2 separate regions of the Cricetulus griseus genome follow, and region 1 is linked to region 2. Evidence: chromatin contacts called from public Hi-C data. All regions are on one chromosome and are shown on one strand. Each heading gives the region's core, a stretch centred on a gene start, on an enhancer-like site or on the middle of the called end of the contact. The rest is flanking DNA. Distances are from core to core; before and after follow the strand shown.

Evidence for each region. Hi-C and Micro-C count contacts between places; a contact is called where the count stands out from the background.
Region 1: a contact with region 2 is called in a Hi-C map of fibroblasts, with 5 times the contacts expected there. The contact joins two enhancer-like sites. A contact is called at or near these places in 5 of 8 Hi-C or Micro-C datasets (the CHK-Q cell line, the CHO-K1 cell line, fibroblasts and 1 more).

Annotation. Positions count from the first base shown.
Region 1 is chr3:14,669,196-14,675,579 of CriGri-PICRH-1.0, forward strand. It overlaps LOC100765482 (metal transporter CNNM2), which reads right to left. Exons shown (of 7, transcript XM_027407100.2): 7 at 1,701-6,384. Among named protein-coding and RNA genes, the nearest start is that of Nt5c2, 84 kb to the left of the region's middle. Within about 2 kb of position 3,631, at least 1 of the 6 cell types and tissues checked has open chromatin away from gene starts, as enhancers often do.
Region 2 is chr3:14,559,382-14,564,998 of CriGri-PICRH-1.0, forward strand. No RefSeq gene overlaps it. Among named protein-coding and RNA genes, the nearest start is that of Ina, 26 kb to the left of the region's middle. Within about 2 kb of position 4,115, at least 2 of the 6 cell types and tissues checked have open chromatin away from gene starts, as enhancers often do.

The sequences.
Region 1 (6,384 bases), core at 2,381-4,880, 110 kb after region 2:
GGGAAAATGACATGCCGAAGTCATTGCCACACCGTAAGCAGCCCCATTCCGCACACGGCTTGAGACTTAAGGCTTCAGTACTTAGTTTCTCATGGCATTCCTTCTTGTTACTGGGAAATTAGCTTCTCTTACAGCTTTTCCTCCGAGGGAACAATTTCTAACCATACATTTGGGGATACCTGGAACTAAAATCTTCACCAAAGATGCAACAAAAGCGTACACTGCTAATGACATGTATAGATGCTGTACACATGCTCAACAGCCAAAAATCAGCATGGAAACCGCAGAGCCACGCTGCCTGCACCCAGGTCCACTAACAGTAAAACAGAGCTTCACCATCGCACTGCTGTCCAGAAATAGCAGAAAGCAGATCATTTAGAAAGAATACTCGTTTACAAAATTCATGGCTTTTTCCTCATCGCTTGCCCGCTTCTCAACATACGGCAACAACAGTGTGATGAAGCTGTCTGAGAAAAATAACTGTAATTCCAAGAAATAAAATGTCGCCACATGCCACACCAGCGTGTTGGTCACCAAATAGACCATGTATATCATGGTGGCCCCTAAGGTTCTATGGCCTGCTCCTGTAACCGCCTGGCTTGTGAAAGTACAGTGCAGTGCTGATCCCATGAGGTTGCCTAATGGCACAGTTGTCACACACATTCCCATGGAAGCGATGCATGCATGAGTGCTCACAGTCCCAAGTCACTCTTAGAGCCACACTTAAAACTATACCTACCTCAACTCTGAGCACTGCCGCAGACACACATACTTGTACGCCATGTGTCTACGTATTTCCCAACTTGCAACTCCAGTTTTCAGCCTGGCCACTTGCTGTTTCTTCACAGGGGTACGTAAGGCTCCCAAACTCCATCTGTTGCTAGAGCAAGAGCAGGGAGCTCTTTTACACCCGACTCTTCCCAGGGGTCTGTAGAGGAGACCTGGAAGATGGGGGTGAAGCAGCAACATGGAGACAGCAACAGTCCTGAAAGTCTCAAGTTCCTGAGCGTTTGCCAGGCACTGAATGTTGAGAGGTCCGTTAGTAGCGTCACCCATGGACTTGTGGGCCTGGGATTTACGTATGTGACAGCCAAGTGTAACGTAGAGAGAAACAGGCTCAGTCTCAGGACACCTGCCTGGTATTTCCTGCGGTTTCAGCACCTGACAGCTACTAACATCATCAGGAAGTGTTTCACCACAGCCCAGCATTTATTCCCTCTCAGAAACCTGCCTATTGTCAGGTCAGCTGCCAGGACAAGTACATGCTGAAGTTACGATAAGGACCACATAACCATTCCTTTAACCTGGGACTGCCTGCTCTGACAGAGCCTTGGTGCCACTGCCAAGCAAGACCTCGCCTTTCCATCTACCTAGCTGCTAAGTCACTAGGGCTGCTAGTGTCCATGGCAAGTTGAGTGGCTCCTTCTACCTTTTTCTAGTGCATGGCTGATGGGGGCAGACCTCACTCCTTGAAAGGAGAACACTCTAGAACCCGCTGTACACCAGGCTGTAACCTGGAGGCAGTCAACTTGTATTTCTGTGAACACAAGACTTTGCAGTGTCTGTCCAAAGGAGGCGCCCTGGAGTGATCCAGTCTGATCTTTTCCTACCAGTAAAGCCAGGTAGTTGGGCAGGGGACCAAGGCTGAACAAAACAAAATGGTTGGTGTTACACAGAGGAAAGAGGGAACACACATCTGCTAGAAGGGTGAACAGAAAATCATTTATCTAAATAGAATAATAGAAATAAACAAAACTTTTTAAAAACAATCACAAGATTTACAAATAAATTGGTACAAAATAAATAGGTATTGTAAATCTACAACATTTGAATTATAAATGCGTCCATCATGACAGTCGGCTTGTGGAGCCTGTGCACGTGACCTGTGCCTGTGTAGCTTCCCATTGATGGCACTGCTCAAATGCATGAAATGTACACCATGATACAGTGGGCACCGCTAAGGAGAATGGGGATAACCAGACAAAGCAGGGCTTGCTTTAGACCCAAGGCAGCGTCAGTACCTGGGCCATGACACCAGGAAGAGGCATGTTCAGAGCCTTGATGGGCAGGCAGCTTCCAGGACACAGACAGGTTCAGCAAGCCAAGGTGAGAAGTAGAGGCTGTCATTTTGGGCTATCATTGGACCAGGAAACTGATCTGGTTTGGGTAGTGATGAGGAAGGAGCCACATGCTACCACCACACAGGAAAGAAACCACTTCTGCAGTAACTCATGGAGACTTGAGATGGTCTGCCTCCACCTACCTCCCAAATACTGGCCACCACGAATGGGTGGCAGTGGGGCCGTGAAAGACGCTGAGGGAAGAGCAGCAGCAATACAGGTTTTTGTTTTGTTTTTTCCTTTAGAAAAGAATACCACCACCCTCTCGCCCAGTAAGGGAGAACAGAACCCTGGGCTCCATGGATGAGGAGCTTTATACTAACAGTAGACATATGTACATAATAAATAATATAAAATAAAGCATATACATTTGTGGATTTAAAGGACTGTAAAAACAAGAAAAGTCAATGGATTGATAGACTCTTCACAGTAGACCAGACATGGGTGTTCAGAAGCTAGGTGGGGGCTGTCTAGGGAATGTGTCCAAGGAATCGTTCTTTGCCACTTCCCTCTGTTTATATGTAAGAAACCCGAGTCTCCAAGAAGAGCAGGCACTCAGGTCTGTTAGGCCCCTTTGATAGCTCTCTTTAGAGTGATTCTAGAAGAATCCAGCCCCCTTAAGTAAATCCGTGTGGATCAGATGTGAGCACTCAGGTGTCTTCCAAGTGAGGCCAGACAGTATCCAGAGTAACCTCATCTGAAGTCACTGCTGACTGTCTCTCCTATGTGTCACAGCTGTGTACCTACAAACACCTAGAACCTGACCCTTCCTGCCATTTTGATATTGCTTCAAGTACTGCCTGGAACTCCCCATCAAAAGGTATTTAAAACAATCGCAGTTGAGATGTCTCAAGGTCTCTGGTATAAAAAGGTTGCCCGTTTAGGTCACAGGAAACTAAGAAACAAAGGCCCTCAGCTGCTGTGAAGGACTGCTCCCTCTGACTGACTGGACTCCCCAGAAAGAAAACCAGTAAATTATCATTGATTCCGGGAGGAGTGTGCACAAGTCTTGGAGAAAGGTCTGCTCAGCCCAGGCTCCAGACCAGCCTTGGAACGCTACCCATCCCTCGAGTAGAAGACGTGAACCTCAATGAGTTCATCCTTCCCATCAGCCACTCAGACACAAAAGCAAATGGCCCTGAGGTATAAAAATCCACTGAGTAGGTTGCTCATTGATAAATTTGTTTGGGAAACCCCCCAAGCCCCCCAGTCACTTACTTCCCTATTCACCTCAGCTCCTTGGATTCTGGGCTAGCCTACAGCTTACCCAGTTGTCCTTGTTTCACAGAGGCACAAGCCTAGGCCCAGAATGGAAGTGAACAGCCCAGGAAAGCCCAGTCTCAGTAAGAAAGGGCACAGTGGTACCTGAAGCCTAAAACAGCCCCTCATAGGAAAAACACTTCTTGGGTCAGAGCAGGGAGGGGGGAGGTGTGCCAAGCCACCAGGGAGCTTAGGCTACAAGGCATGCTCTAAGAAGTCTGCCCTCTGAGGCCTGCTCTTCAGTCCAGGAACAAGGTGTGGACGTTGCACCAGTTAACCTGCCTGGCTTCACCCCTGGGAGACCTCATCCCCTGGGTCCAGGCACAGGGACTGTGTGGCACAGATCCCTGGCAGCATTCAGAGAACAGAGGTCCCTGCATGTGTTTTAATTAGCTAGGACACAGGCTCACTCACTCAGCACCTACTTGGTTTGCTTCTTAACCCAAATAGCATGAGGTCCCTGCCGAAAGCCCCGATGCTCCATTCCTTAAGGGAAATGCATTTGGACCTGGGCTGTTTTCCTAGACTTGGAAAACCTAGTCCTTCAGCTGTACGGAGCTGGGGGTGCAAGGCTACTTCACAGTTCGTGTTCCATGTCAGTGTGAAGTTCTGCACTGAACACCTACACACGTTTCTTGGAATAACATGAGAAAGTGGTGTGTGGCTCAGCTCCCTTCACGTGAGGGCAACCAGGCCCACAGAGAGTACGGAAGGAAGAGGAGGCACCTTCAGATTAAGAACCAAAGTTTAATCCACTTGACTAGCACCCAATGCTCATGCATACATTTTAGGGTTCTGTTTTCCCAAGGTTTTAATTGTTAAGAGTTTGGACTTGCCCAGTGGACAAAGGGCAGTGGGGCGAAGGACGCTCATTCACCATGAATGTCCTGGCCACATCTGCACCCAAGGCTGCCCTGGCCTCTGGCTGGCAGCAGTGGCTTCAGATGCCACGGTAGGGCAGGGGGTAGGCCCATAGCACCCCCAGTCTGGCCAGCCTGCCTGCCCTCCCCCTCCTACCTCCCTGTTCACACAAGCTGCATCTGGGAGGACTACAGGCCAGAGCACAAGGGAGGGGCCACTGTGCCTGGCCGTCACGGACTTGCTAGTCTTTCTTGGCTGGGAAGCCCATGGGGTCAGGCCACAGATGGTATGTGCCCTTCCTGGACAAGACAGTTACGCTGCCCCAGAGGAGAAGTGTCTCTCCTTCAGCTCCTAAGGAGTCTGAAGAATTGGTCACTCAGATGCAAACCCTGTTTGAAGGTTGAGACCTCTCCACAGAGCAGCCAGTTCACCTTTGTGCACTTGGGAACTGGGGAGGAACGATTCTGAATTCCTGTTGGAAGAATGGAGTGACTACTCAACGGTAATTAGATGGTTAGTGGGAATGAACACAAAGCTGGCGGGCAGGCTACAGTCTCAGTCTTCCCAGCGGCTTTGTGAGAGAACACTACACCTAACAGCCACACCAGGCATCGCTAGGATCCACCAACAGTGAAGCTCTGAAAAGGGACTCCGCGTGCTTCTGTCCCACAGGCCCCTTCCAGCAGTAAGAATGCCTGAGGCAGGTACGCACAGTGCCCAAGAGGCTGACAGAGGGGAGCACGTGCCACCCAGAGCCTTGGCTGGGCTCCTGGCTCCCTCCAGGCCTCAGGGAGGGGCCCAGGTGGAGGCTTACTGGTGTAGAGAGAGACCCCCAGCCTTGGCCAGAGTTTGCATCTGCACACATTATGCTCCTTAGTAAATGGATTTTTTAAAAACCTGGACGTGTTTGAAAAGAGGGTTACTCACAGTGTGGGGCTCCATATGGTAGGACCTGCATCCCAAGGTGACAGGCCAGGCGCCAGCAGCAGGTCACTCAGCAACCCGAGAGTAAGGCCACTGCCAGTGACCCTCCACAAGTGAGGCCACCCCTTCTCTGTCAGACGTGGTCCCTCCTGAGAACTCTCCAGGACCACCACCCAGGGTTAACACTGTCCATGGACATGGCACCAGAGGCCCAAACCCAGGTGTAGCAATCATAGGACACTTGCCAAGCATGCCCAAGGCTGTGGGTTCCACTCCCAGCATGCATGCGTACACACACACACACACACACACACACATACACACACACACACACACATTTCCAGAGTCACCAACTATTAACCAGGAGACCAACCTAACATGTCACCCTCCCAGAGCCCAACCTGGGGTTGGTGGACCTCCTACCTGAGGGAGGAGGCTGATGTTGAGCCTTAGGGCAGGAAGCCAGGCACAGGAGACCCTGTCTTCTCCAGCAGTGACCTGGGTGCTGAGAATCCTATCAAACACTATGGTCAGCAGTTCATTTCAGTGTATGAGTATCGCCAGCAAACGCAAGGAACCACTTACACAAAGAAGCTAGTTACGGATTCAGTCACCCAAACAGTACTTGCTGGCGTGAACTTCACAACACATGGTAAATTTGGTATTAAAATAGGACAAGAGACACACACATGAAACGGTCACAACACACATTTGGTTTCTGAATCCGTTTGGGGTGAACCTGACTGGCTGTATGGGCACCTCTCTGGCACTGGCCACAGCTGAAGCAAGAGACACCTTGAGCAGGGGCACTGCCACTTCTGGGCCCCACAGCCCATGGACAAGATGGGAGAGGGCACTTGGCTGTATGGAAGAAGGGGCAGGACAGGCAGTCCCTTGTCCTTCCATTAAAAACATGGGTCTAGACCTGCCCAAGTACATAGCCCATCCCACCCCACCCCTGCCTCATTCTGGTAATTGACAAATCCCAGTGGGAAGGAGGCACTCACGTAGCTGCCACAACACATGTTCATTAAGACGCCCCACGGAAGGTTTCCATTTGGCACCTGGAGCAGCAGCTTGGGTTAACGAGAGTGAGGGACGAGAAGGTTTGGGGGGGGGGCTCAGCTGATTCCCCAGATCACCCCAGGTTACAGGAATGTGGATGAAGTCAACTTGTCTCTTGCCAATGATAAACCATGGGTTTAAAATTCATTAACAT
Region 2 (5,617 bases), core at 2,865-5,364:
GTAAACTGGCAGGAGGTGGGAAAAAACCTGCTGAAAGGAGGAAGAATTAATGCCTGGTGACTCTGTGGGTGTTGGCGATGGTGGTGACTCTGGTGGTGGTGGCGGTGATGACTCTGGGGATGGTGGTGATGATGGTGGTGGTGGTGATGGTGGTGGTGGTGATGATAATGGTGATGGTGGTGATGGTGGTGGTGGTGGTGGTGATGGTGATGATGGTGATGGTGATGGTGGTGATGGTGATGATGGTGATGGTGATGGTGATGGTGATGGTGATGGTGGTGTGATGGTGATGGTGATGGTGGTGATGGTGGTGGTGATGGTGAGTGATGGTGGTGATGGTGGTGGTGATGGTGATGATGGTGATAATGGTGATGATGGTGATGATGATGGTGATGGTGATGGTGGTGATGGTGGTGATGATGTGGTGATGGTGGTGGTGATGATGGTGGTGATGGTGGTGGTGATGGTGGTGATGACTCTGGTGATGGTGGTGATGGTGTTGGTGATGGTGGTGATGACTCTGGTGAAGGTGGTGGTGATGGTGGGGATGGTCAGGTACAGAGTTCTAGCTGAAATGTGCTAAGACTGGCAACCTCTCACTCACCCGTCACTCCCAACCCAAGAAACAATGTCCAAACATGTGCAGGTGACGGTGGGGTCCAGTGTAGAGCATTTCTGGAACCAGAAGGGAAGACCTCTCAGCAGGGTCAGAGTTGTATGGGGCACTTTCTCTTTTTTCTCGTTTCCTTCCTTCCTTCCTTCCTTCCTCTTCCTCCTTCCCTCCCCCTCCACATCCTCTCTTGATAGGACTTTTGTAGGCTGGTCTCAGACTCACAGTGGAGCTGAGTGTGAGTCTGACCCTCCACATCCCAAGGGTTAGGCTTTCAGCCTTCATTCCATCCCATTCAGGGAGTCTTCAGAAGCTGCACCAGTGGCTTGAGAGACACAGTCATTTCTGTGTGCCTCTCACCAGGCACATGGACCCACACATCAGACCCACAAATGTATTCTCCAATGAATGGAAATGTGTCTTTATTCTCTGTCCTTGAAGCAGCTGGGAGTGAAACCAGCCCCTTTGGGTTGAGGAACCAGGGATGTTTCACAACTCTAGGTGAAGTGAAAATGACACCAGTCTTCAAACTCTGCTAACCTCCATGTGAGCGGTCAAGTTGGTTATATGAAAGTGATTTTTTTTTCTTTTTGGTTTTTCGATACAGGGTTTCTCTGTGGCTTTGGAGGCTGTCCTGGAACTAGCTCTTGTAGACCAGGCTGGTCTCGAACTCACAGAGATCCGCCTGCCTCTGCCTCCTGAGTGCTGGGATTAAAGGTGTGTGCCACAAACATCCAGCTATAAAAGTGATCTTATGTGTGTCCCAGGAGGGCTTCAAGTCAATTCAGGTTAAACTGGTTGCATAAATTAAAACTGGGCTTCTGAGAAACCAACCACTGCTTTATATCATTTCTCATAATTCCTTTACATTTTCTTTGGAGACCAATACTAGGGTAGAGGAAAATAGGAACCCCAAAGTGGTGAATAGTCCAGCCCTTGTCCTTCACTGAGGGCCCTCTCTGTAGCTTTCTCCGTATCTGAGTTTTCATTTAAATGGACCCCTTCCCACTGTGTGCTCCTTCTTTTTTGTTGTTTTTCATGTCACTGGTGGCTGCACAAACGCTCAGTGTTCTGCAATGAATGCCTAGTGACTTACAGTTCCTATTGCTCGCATAAATTCTTTCCCTTTTTTTAAATTTTTGAGACAGGGTTTCCTATAGCTCAAGCTGGCCTTGAACTCAATATATAGCTGAGGATATGGCCTTGAGCTCTGGTCTTCTGCTTCCACCCTCTGAATGCTGAGATTACAGATATATACTGTCTTATCCAGTGAGCACATACATTTATTGAAGTTTTAAAACATTTATGTATTTTATATGTACAAGTGTTTTGTACCATGTATGTGTGTGCACCACCACACAAGTGCCTGATGATGGAGTTTAGAGGAGGCTTGGATCCCCTGAAACTAGAGTTAAGGATGTTAGGGAACCACACTTTCTGGTAACTGAACCCATGTCCCTGACAAGTGCTCTTAACCTTTGAGCTGTCTATCCCCACATAAATTTATTTTATTTATTTTAGTTTTTGAGACAGGGTTTCTCTGTGTTCTGGCTGTCCTGGAACTTGCTTTGTAGACCAGGCTGGCCTCAATTCACAGAGGACCGCCTGCCTCTGCCTCCCGAGTACTTGGATTAAAGGCAGGAGTCACCACCTCCAGAAAAAAAGACAGGGTTTCTCTGTGTTCCTGGCTATCCTAGAATTTTCGCTGTAGACCAGGCTGGCCTTGAACTCACAGAATAAGTTTATTTTAAAGAAGTTAATTAGAATGTTTATTCCTCCAGGAGTCTGTGAGTAATGACTTGGAGCTTTTAAAGCATTTCCTGGAAATGCAGGCAATCTGAGCCTGATTCAAAGGTTTATCTTTCTATTTCTTCATTAAGAACAAACAACCTAGTACTTTGCTCTCCAAGCCCAGGGTTTTTATTTTAATTTGTTCTCAGCTCCAGGCAAGCTTCAGTGATAAACTGAGGCAGTATCAAACTGTAGTAGACTTGCATTAGCATGGTACTGAGGCATGCAGGTGCAGGTGCAGGTGCAGGTGCAGGTGCCCAGCCCGTAGCTGCCCCTTACCAAGCACTCAAAGCGTGGCTCTCAGAACATCCACCGTCACCTTGGGCTCTGAAGACTGTGTCAACAGGTGTTGTAAAACCAGGAAATTGTATTTAAAAGCCCTGTAATCTAGGAAAAACACATGCAAGCTGCTAACCCAATAATAAGACAATTAAATACAGGCTAGGGGAGGTCCTGGCTGGTGAGATTCATGGTTCTGGAAAATTCCGGATCGGAACAGGTTTGTTGAAGATGTGAGGTCCAGATGTGTACCCATTACAAAGTACAAAGACAGAAGCACTGGTGTCAAGAGAGTTAGGAGCACAGAGAGCAGGCCAGCTATTGGCTGGGGCTGAGCCTGGGACTGAGCCTGGGGCTGTCCTTTGGGGAAAGAATTTAATGTTCTCTAAGAGTTACCCAGGGAGCCCTGAGAAACACTCTGGTGGCCCAAGTTACCGTTTAGCTGGTCAATACCACTAGGGGGCAGTATGAACCAACAATTTGTGCCTTGCCCAACTTGGGTTCCTCAGGTTCAGTTTTGAGTAAGAAGGAGCTAAAAGCCACCACCATAGTCCTTAGTTTGTAGGACACCTTTAATGGAGGGAGGTTGTCCACCTTGTGTGGTGAGTGTCAGGATGACACATTTGGAGGGTCTGATGCTGATGAGTTGAAGTTTATTACTCAATTTTTAATCTATTTATTTTTTTGATTTTTGAGATGAGATCTTACTATGTAGCACCGTTTGGCCTAGAATGAGCTATGTTGGCATCGAGCTCACAGAGATCTGCATGCTTATGTCTCTTGAATGCTGGGATGACAGATGTGAGACACTGTGCCTCACTTTCTTTTAAAATCTTGATGAGTGAGAGCGCACACCTGGCATGGTGCATATGTAGAGATCAGAAACAACTTTGGATGTTGGTCCTGGTGTCCCACCCAGTTTGAAGTGGGGTCTCTTGTTCCTTGGTGCATACACCAGGCTAGGTGGCCCATATGGCGTATGGCTTTACAGCAGGTTCTGGGGATCCAAGTCTAGGTCCTTAGGCTGGTGCAGCAAATACTCTACCCACTAAGTTCTCTCCCCATCCTGGAAGATGTCTTTAAAGGAAAAAAAAAACTACTAGTGGACTTATTTATTTTATGCTCATTTCTTTAATATCTCTTTAATTCAGTAGCCAAGTATTGAGACAAGCATTTTATTCTTATTTAACAAATAATTTCCACTCTTCTCCCCAATGACTCTGATATGATCTGTTAACCCACTGTGAGGTGTAACAGAAGAACCATGGGCCTTGGTGTTGGCTGACATGGAGACACACAGTTACTTCTTGACCAGTTGAGTCCACTAGGATCCAGTGACTGTGTACCTTAGCCATCTGTAAAGGTGCTTCCCAGATGGATGAGTGGCAGGATACCATCCAGGGCTACTCAGAGAAATGTTCACCTCTACCTTTTTTTTTCTGCAGGAGCAGCCAAGCAGATCATGGAGCTGGGAGCTCTGCAATTGGCCCTAGCCTCTGGGACAGATGGGAGGGTAGGACCTGGGCACCCTGCCATAGCTCTGCCTTTAGTTAATATTTATTCTTTGTCCTTCTGCCTGGAGACTGAGGGAGCCCAACCACAGACATGAAGAAAATCGCAGGGGCTAGGAGAGCTGGTCTTTGAGGGCTGAGTCAGGCAGGCCTTTTGTGTGGTTGTTAGAGACTACACTATTTATCCACTCAGCAGCAAGCATTGTCTCCCGGGAGTCCAAGAGGGCCCAGGTAGTAAGAAATGCAGAGCCTTGTTGTCTTCTGATATCTGAACAATGATTTTCCCCTCAGGTCTCTTCTGGGTGTGACAACCCTTCTCTTGTTAACACCATCTCCAGCTTGTCTTTCTAAAACCCATTTCTTTAGTGTTTTCATTCCCAAAGGAAGCTTGGAAATTGAGCTCCAGGTTCCTCAGCACAACAAAGAGCTGATCAAAGTTTCTGCCAACTCATTGTTCTTCCTCTCATCCTGCACCCTGTCACCTGGGGCTCCTCCATGTGGCCTGTGAGCCACCTTCTTCAGAGTCATTAAGGACATGATTTCTGGAGCCCAGAGAAGCTGAATTTAAAATGTAGCTCCTCAGCCCCAGACCACACTGCTGATGGGTCCTGACAATCTGCATTTGGACAGCTGCACTGAATCTCGTGAAGACTGCAGCTAAGGACTGCTTGTTCATGCAGGGTCACAGCTGCAAGTAGCCGCACCCCAGTGCATTGCCTGCTGAGGACAGAACCTGCCACATGCTATTTTCACCCAGGACCTGGTTCCCGAGAACCATTCATTTCAGATTATTTGTTAGTATATTTTCTTAAAGTGGGGTGTCATTCTACCATCCAGCCTGACCTGTAACTCGCTGTGTATCCCACTGTGGCCTCAAACTCACACTGATCCTCTTGCTTTAGCTTCTTTGTGTTGAGATTGATGTGAATACTGTACCCGGGTCACTTCAGGATTCTCGATGTACTGACTGTAACGATGTGATTACCACCTGAGTCAGGCACACCTTGGACCTTGTCATGACACTGTAGCTCAGAAATACCAGCTTACTGGTTTCCTGCCAGGAGCTTGCTTACTTCCCTAATACTCAAGCCACCCTGCTCCTGGCATGGCTGCCTACATCTCTTTCTGAAAGAGAATGGCCAGAGCTCCAGTTGCACAGTGGGTTAGGGAGAGGTACTTATGAAAATGAATGGCCTTCGGCTTTGGAGATGGTTCTGTTGGTAAAGTGATTGCACTTGATCTGAGTTCAATCCCCAGAACCTATTTAAAAGTTTGGGGTGTGATGGTGTGCCCTTGTAATCTCAGCATTAGAGTAGCAGAGACAGGAAAGTCTCTGGGGCTTTCTAGTCTAACTGATGAGCTCCCAGCCAAGACTCTGTTTCAAAGGAAGCAGATGGCATTCCTGTGGACGACACCTGAGGTGGTC